Regions from separate parts of the Anser cygnoides genome. Here region 2 is linked to region 1. Evidence: chromatin contacts called from public Hi-C data. All regions are on one chromosome and are shown on one strand. The core of a region is the stretch at or near the end of the contact, and the rest is flanking DNA. Distances in the headings are between cores, read along the strand shown.

Region 1 (2,700 bases), core at 120-2,619:
GATTTACTAAGCGGGCTAACATGAGACTGCGCAGCTGGGCCCCAGCCACAGCAGAGATAAAGGAGAACCGTCCTGAAGGCAGGCAGCAGTTTGTCGGGACCAGAGGAAAGGAAAGCAGCCAACGGTTCTCCAAAGGGCACTGCGTTTGTTGAAAGGAAGGGCGGATGGGCAACAACTGGTCGTTCAGAACAAATTCTGAGTTGCCTACCTGCCAAGCTAAAACCCAGCCGTCATTTACAAGTTACCTCCCTGCGCTTAGGCCTGGGCAACTCAGAAACGTCCCTGATTTCGTGAAGCTTTCTCAGCTGCTGTACCTTGAGGAACTGCCATCCAAAGAGGAGCTCCGACCGGAGGAGAGCCAAACTCTGCCCGGCTCAGGGGGCACCGTGTTCACACCATGACTGCCAGGCAATGCGCGGCGAGCACCACGTCTTGGGGGGGGGGGTGCGACTAAGTGGGTAAAGTAATAAAATAAATAAGGTGAAGGGAACGTGAGGAGCTGTGGCGATGGCGTGTGCTGGGGGAAATAAAGTAAATTAAACAGTGAAAGAAAATAAAGAAAATAAAAAATAATTAAGATGGAATTAGCAAATAAAATGAATGAAATGCGCAGATAATTAAAATAAAAAGAATAAGTAAATAAAGTGAATAAAATGATGAGTAAATAAAAGAGCAAGTGCAATGAATATTAAAATAAGCAAATAATAAAATGAGCAAATAATAAGATAAATAAAATGAGCAAATAATAAGATAAATAAAATGAGCAAATAAATGAGCAAATGCATAAAATGAGCAAATAAAACGCAGCAGATAATAAAAACAAAAGGAGCGAGCAAAACGAATAAAGTAACAAAATAAAAATAGAAATGAGGAAATGGAAGGACCGAAGAGAAGCCCCGACCCCTCCGCGGGGGCCGTGCCACTCCTCCCGCACCGGGACCGGGGCAGCCCGGCCGTTATGGCGGGGCCGGCGGGCTGCGTGTGAGGGGCCGGACGGACGGACAGACAGAGAGACAGACGGACAGACGTGATGGACGGACGGACACCCGCACCCCTCCGCCGCCCGCACGGCCCCCTCTCGGCGGCGCGGCCTCCCGGACCGTGGGGCGGCACCGGCGGCGGAGCCGGGCCGGGCCGGGCCGGGCCAGGCCGAGCCGAGCCGAGCCGAGCCGAGCCACCCAGCTCCCCCCGCCCCCGCCCCCGCGCGGTGCCGTCCCGCCGCACGTACCTGCCGCCCGGACACGGCGGGGCGGGGCCGGCACCTCCCCCCCCCCCCCCTCCGCTCCGCTCCGCTTCCGGGGTCCGCCGCCGTGACGTCAGCGCCCGGGAGGGGGGCGCGGCGGGGAAGCCGGAAGCGGGGCGGCAGGGCGGGGAGGCGGCGGCGCGGGGGCGGGCCTGGCGCTGGCAGCGGGCGGTGACGCGGCAAGGCGCGCGGCGGGGCGTTCGGGTCAATAAAGTAGAAACAACAAAACGATGGGGGTCAACTGGAAATAAAAAAACACACCAAAACACTCGGAGTCAATAAGGCAACAAAACATTGAGGTCAATAAAATGACGTACACCAAAATATTTGTGCGGTGTGTCTTGAGGCGTCCTCCTCACAAATCCGTCACGGTCTGCCCCGAAATGCTGCAGAACTCCGTGAGCAGCTCCGGCATGCTCACTGAGGTGCAGCCAGAGGACCCGTGTCTAGTTGCATTTCATCAGGGTGTTTTCCTTGCTCTGTTCAAAAAGCTATCCAGGTTTGGTCAAATTGCTGAAATTTATGCAAATGGTGTGTGGAGGCTGCTACCTCCGATGGTTATGTCCAGAGCAGAAGGCTGTGAGCTGTTCCTGTCCCAAGGATAACCACGACGTAGGTGGTTCCACCCTTGTTAGCCCCCAGTACCCAGGCAAAGTACTGTGAGCTAGGACTGGGCCAGGTCTGTGTGGGAGAAGGTACAACATTTGTCATGCAGGTTGCTTCCAGCTCTGTTCTTATTCTGATGGAAAGCAGGAAGCCTCAATGACTCCAACACCCACAGAAGGAATAAGAGAAATCATTCTCCATGCAGAAGGCATTATAATGTAGACTCATAAAATAATAGAATATCACAAGTTGGAAGGGAACCACAAAGGTCATCAAGTTCAACTCCTGGCTCCACACACCACCACCCAAAAATCATACCCTATGTCTAAGAATATTGTACAAATGCATCTCAAACTCCATTAGGCTCAGTGCCGTGACCACAGCCCTTGGCAGCCTGTCCCAGTGCCCGACCACCTCTGGGTGCAGAACCTTTCCCTAACACCCAGCCTGACCCTCCCCTGCCCCAGCTCCATGCCATCCCTTCGGGTCCTGTCGCTGTCCCCAGAGAGCAGAGCTCAGCGCCTGCCCCTCCGCTCCCCTCGTGAGGGAGCTGCAGGCCGCCATGAGGCCTCCCCTCGGCCTGCTCTGCTCGGGGCTGAGCAAACCCAGGGACCTCAGCCACTCCTCACACGTCTTGCCCTCTAGACCCTTCACCATCTTCATGGTCCTCTTTTGGACACTCTCTAATATTTTTATGTCCATCATATATTGTGGCACCCAAAGCTGCACACAGTACTTGAGATGAGGCCACACCAGTGCAGAGCAGAGCAGGACATCACTTCCATCAACCAGCCAGCAGTACTGTGCTTGACGTGCCCCAGGATGCGGTTGGCCCGTTTGGCTGCCAGGGC
Region 2 (2,700 bases), core at 17-2,516, 290 kb before region 1:
TTTTTATTTTGGGGGAGGGCTCTGCTTCTGGCTGATGAGTTTTTACCCGAAATACTTTTTTTAGGCAAACAAACAAACAAACAAAAAAAAAAGGAACATTTTTGGGGGCGATTTCACGATCTTTTTTTTTTTTTTTTTTTTCCTTCCCTGCAACCAGCATCGTGTGTTCTCACAGGAGAAGAAGAAGAAGAAGGAAGGGGCAAGAAAGAGGAAAAGAAGAGGATTTATTTATTCGACCTACTTTGGATCTCTCTTTTTCCTGCGTGTGTCATTATTATTCCCATTCTCTATTTTTACACTTCGCCGTGAATTCGTCTCCTCTGCGAATTTAGTCACATCCGATTTTTTTTTTTTTTTTTGTATTTTTTTTTTAAAAGAAGAAGAAGCAAGCGAGCTCCAGAGACACAGAAAGCGAGACAGAGCGAGCTCGAGAGAAAGAGCAGCGACCGGCAACCTCCACCTCCTCCTCCTCCGCCGCCGACACGGGATCAAACTGCCTCAGCTCCCCGCCCGCCTCCGCCGCGCTCCCCGGCTCCGCCGCCCTGAATGGCTGACGGCGCCCTGCCCTGGACCTGGCCCCCGGACACCTCCATGCCCTGATCGCCGGAGGCCGGATCCTTCCTCCGCTTCAACCTCCCTCCTCCCCAGCCCGGCGGCGCCCCGAGAGCCCGCACCGGCAGCGGCAGCGGCGGTGGGAGCAGCCTCCGCGGGCCCCGGCGGCGGCGAGCGGCGAGCGGCGACCTCCTCCTCTTCCTTCTCCTCCTCCTCCTCCTCCTCCTCCTCCTCCTCCTCCTCCTCCTCCTCCTCCTCCTCCTCCTCCTCCTCCTCCTCCTCCTCCTCCTCCTCCTCCTCCTCCTCTTCCTCCTCCTCCTCCTCCACCTCCTCCTCCTCCTCCTCGGCGGCGCTCCGGCTTCCTCTATGCCTGCACATCCTCCGCGCTCGTAGCGCCCGGACCGCGTGTGCCTGTGCCCGTGCGTGTGTGCGTGTGCGCGAGTGGGGAGCCGTGTGCCGGGCGCGTGTGCGCGCGTGTCTGCCCTGCGTGTGCGTGTCCGGCGTGTTACTCTCCTGAATGCCTCTCCCGACAGCCTTGTTTGCCGTTTCTGATTTTGCAACTTGAAGTGGCGGAGGGGGGGGGGGGGGGGGGGAGGGAGAGGAGAAGAGGCGAGGGAGAGAGAGAGGGGGAAGCAGAGAGACGGGGGCATTTTGAGAGGGGGGGGGCAGCACAGTGAAAAAAAAAAAAAAAAGAAAAAAAAGGAGAGGAGGGGGAAAAAGAGAAAAGAGGGAGAGAGGAAAAAAAATCCTCCGACGCCCCCCTCCCCCTCCCTTTTTCTTTTTCCTTAAAAAAAAAAAAAAAATTAGCGAGGGCTCGAGGAGCGAGAGGAGGGGGTCTGGCGGCGGAAAATAAATAAAATAAAGAAAACGGCAGGAGCGGCTCCAGCCGGCGGCAGCAGCGGCGGCGGCAGCAGGGCAGCGGCAGCCGAGGCGGAGGCAGGCGGCAGGCACGGTCCCCTCGCTCCCCGCTCGCCCCCCGGCCCCCGGCCGCCCGCCCCCCCCCCCGCCCCCCGCCTCTCTCCCCGGCAGCCCGCAGCGAGCCGCGCCGCTCCCCAGCACTTTTTTGGGCCCGAGATATGGCAATGGTAGTTAGCAGCTGGCGAGATCCGCAGGAAGACGTGGCCGGGGGCACCCCGAGCGGCCCCAACCCCGCAGCGCAGCCGGCTCGGGAGCAGCCCCCCCAGCAGCAAGGGGCTCGGCCGCCCCGCACACCCCGCAGACCCCCAGCCAGCCGGGACCCCCCTCCACGCCGGGCACGGCCGGGGACAAGGGCCCGGGCCAGCAGGGCTCGGGGCAGAGCCAGCAGCACATCGAGTGCGTGGTGTGCGGGGACAAGTCCAGCGGCAAGCACTACGGCCAGTTCACCTGCGAGGGCTGCAAAAGTTTCTTCAAGAGGAGCGTCCGCAGGAACTTAACTTACACATGCCGTGCCAACAGGAACTGTCCCATCGACCAGCACCACCGCAACCAGTGCCAGTACTGCCGCCTCAAGAAGTGCCTCAAAGTGGGCATGAGGCGGGAAGGTGAATATTTCTTCCCTACTATACTACCGCTCCCTCTCCCCCCGTGGCTGTCGTGCGAGTGTGTGCGAGTGTGAGTGAGCGTGTGGCGTGCGCACCCATCCGCGCACACGCGTGCACACAGAGACGTGCATACACACGCGCTCAGAGTGTGTCTGTGTGTGTGTACGGATATATTTGCAGCTCTCCGTGGCGATCTAGGTCTCTCTATATTTACATGCACATGTCAATCTCTCCCTCTGCCTGCACTCCATCTGGCAGCTTTGCACCAGGTTTTGTTGTTATTGTGGATGGTGGATGGTGGTGTTTTCTTTTGCTTTTTGGTTTGTGCCTCCTGCCCTCCTCCTGCTCTTCCCCACCCCCTTCCCCGGCACCGCCACGCTCTTCCCTTCCCCGCTCATTGTGCCGAGAATTTATTATTATGATCGCTCGCTAAATATTTATCGTTTAGCCGCTGTCTCCGCGCGCGTGTCTGCCTCTCCGCGTGTCTGCGTGCGTGTGTGTGGATGTGGTTTTGTCTATTGTTGGCATGAGACCGGGGGGGTGGGGGGAGATACATCTCTCTCTCTGTACAAGATGTGCTTCCATTCAGCTTCCTTTCCCCCCCACCTCCCGCCCCATCATTTCT

The links. Hi-C and Micro-C count contacts between places; a contact is called where the count stands out from the background.
Region 2: a Hi-C map of liver shows a contact between it and region 1, with 9 times the contacts expected there. The contact joins the promoter of NR2F1 here to the promoter of ARB2A in region 1. A contact is called at or near these places in 2 of 7 Hi-C or Micro-C datasets (both in liver).

The regions. Positions count from the first base shown.
Region 1 is chrZ:2,139,012-2,141,711 of Taihu_goose_T2T_genome, reverse strand. It overlaps ARB2A (ARB2 cotranscriptional regulator A), which reads right to left and starts at 1,369. Exons shown (of 12, transcript XM_066988632.1): 1 at 1,229-1,369.
Region 2 is chrZ:2,431,468-2,434,167 of Taihu_goose_T2T_genome, reverse strand. NR2F1 (nuclear receptor subfamily 2 group F member 1) reads left to right here and starts at 1,266. Exons shown (of 4, transcript XM_066987740.1): 1 at 1,266-1,743; 2 at 1,746-2,075. The coding sequence starts at 1,629. It overlaps LOC136789000, which reads left to right. Exons shown (of 3, transcript XM_066988232.1): 2 at 158-263; 3 at 378-1,141. The coding sequence ends at 1,069.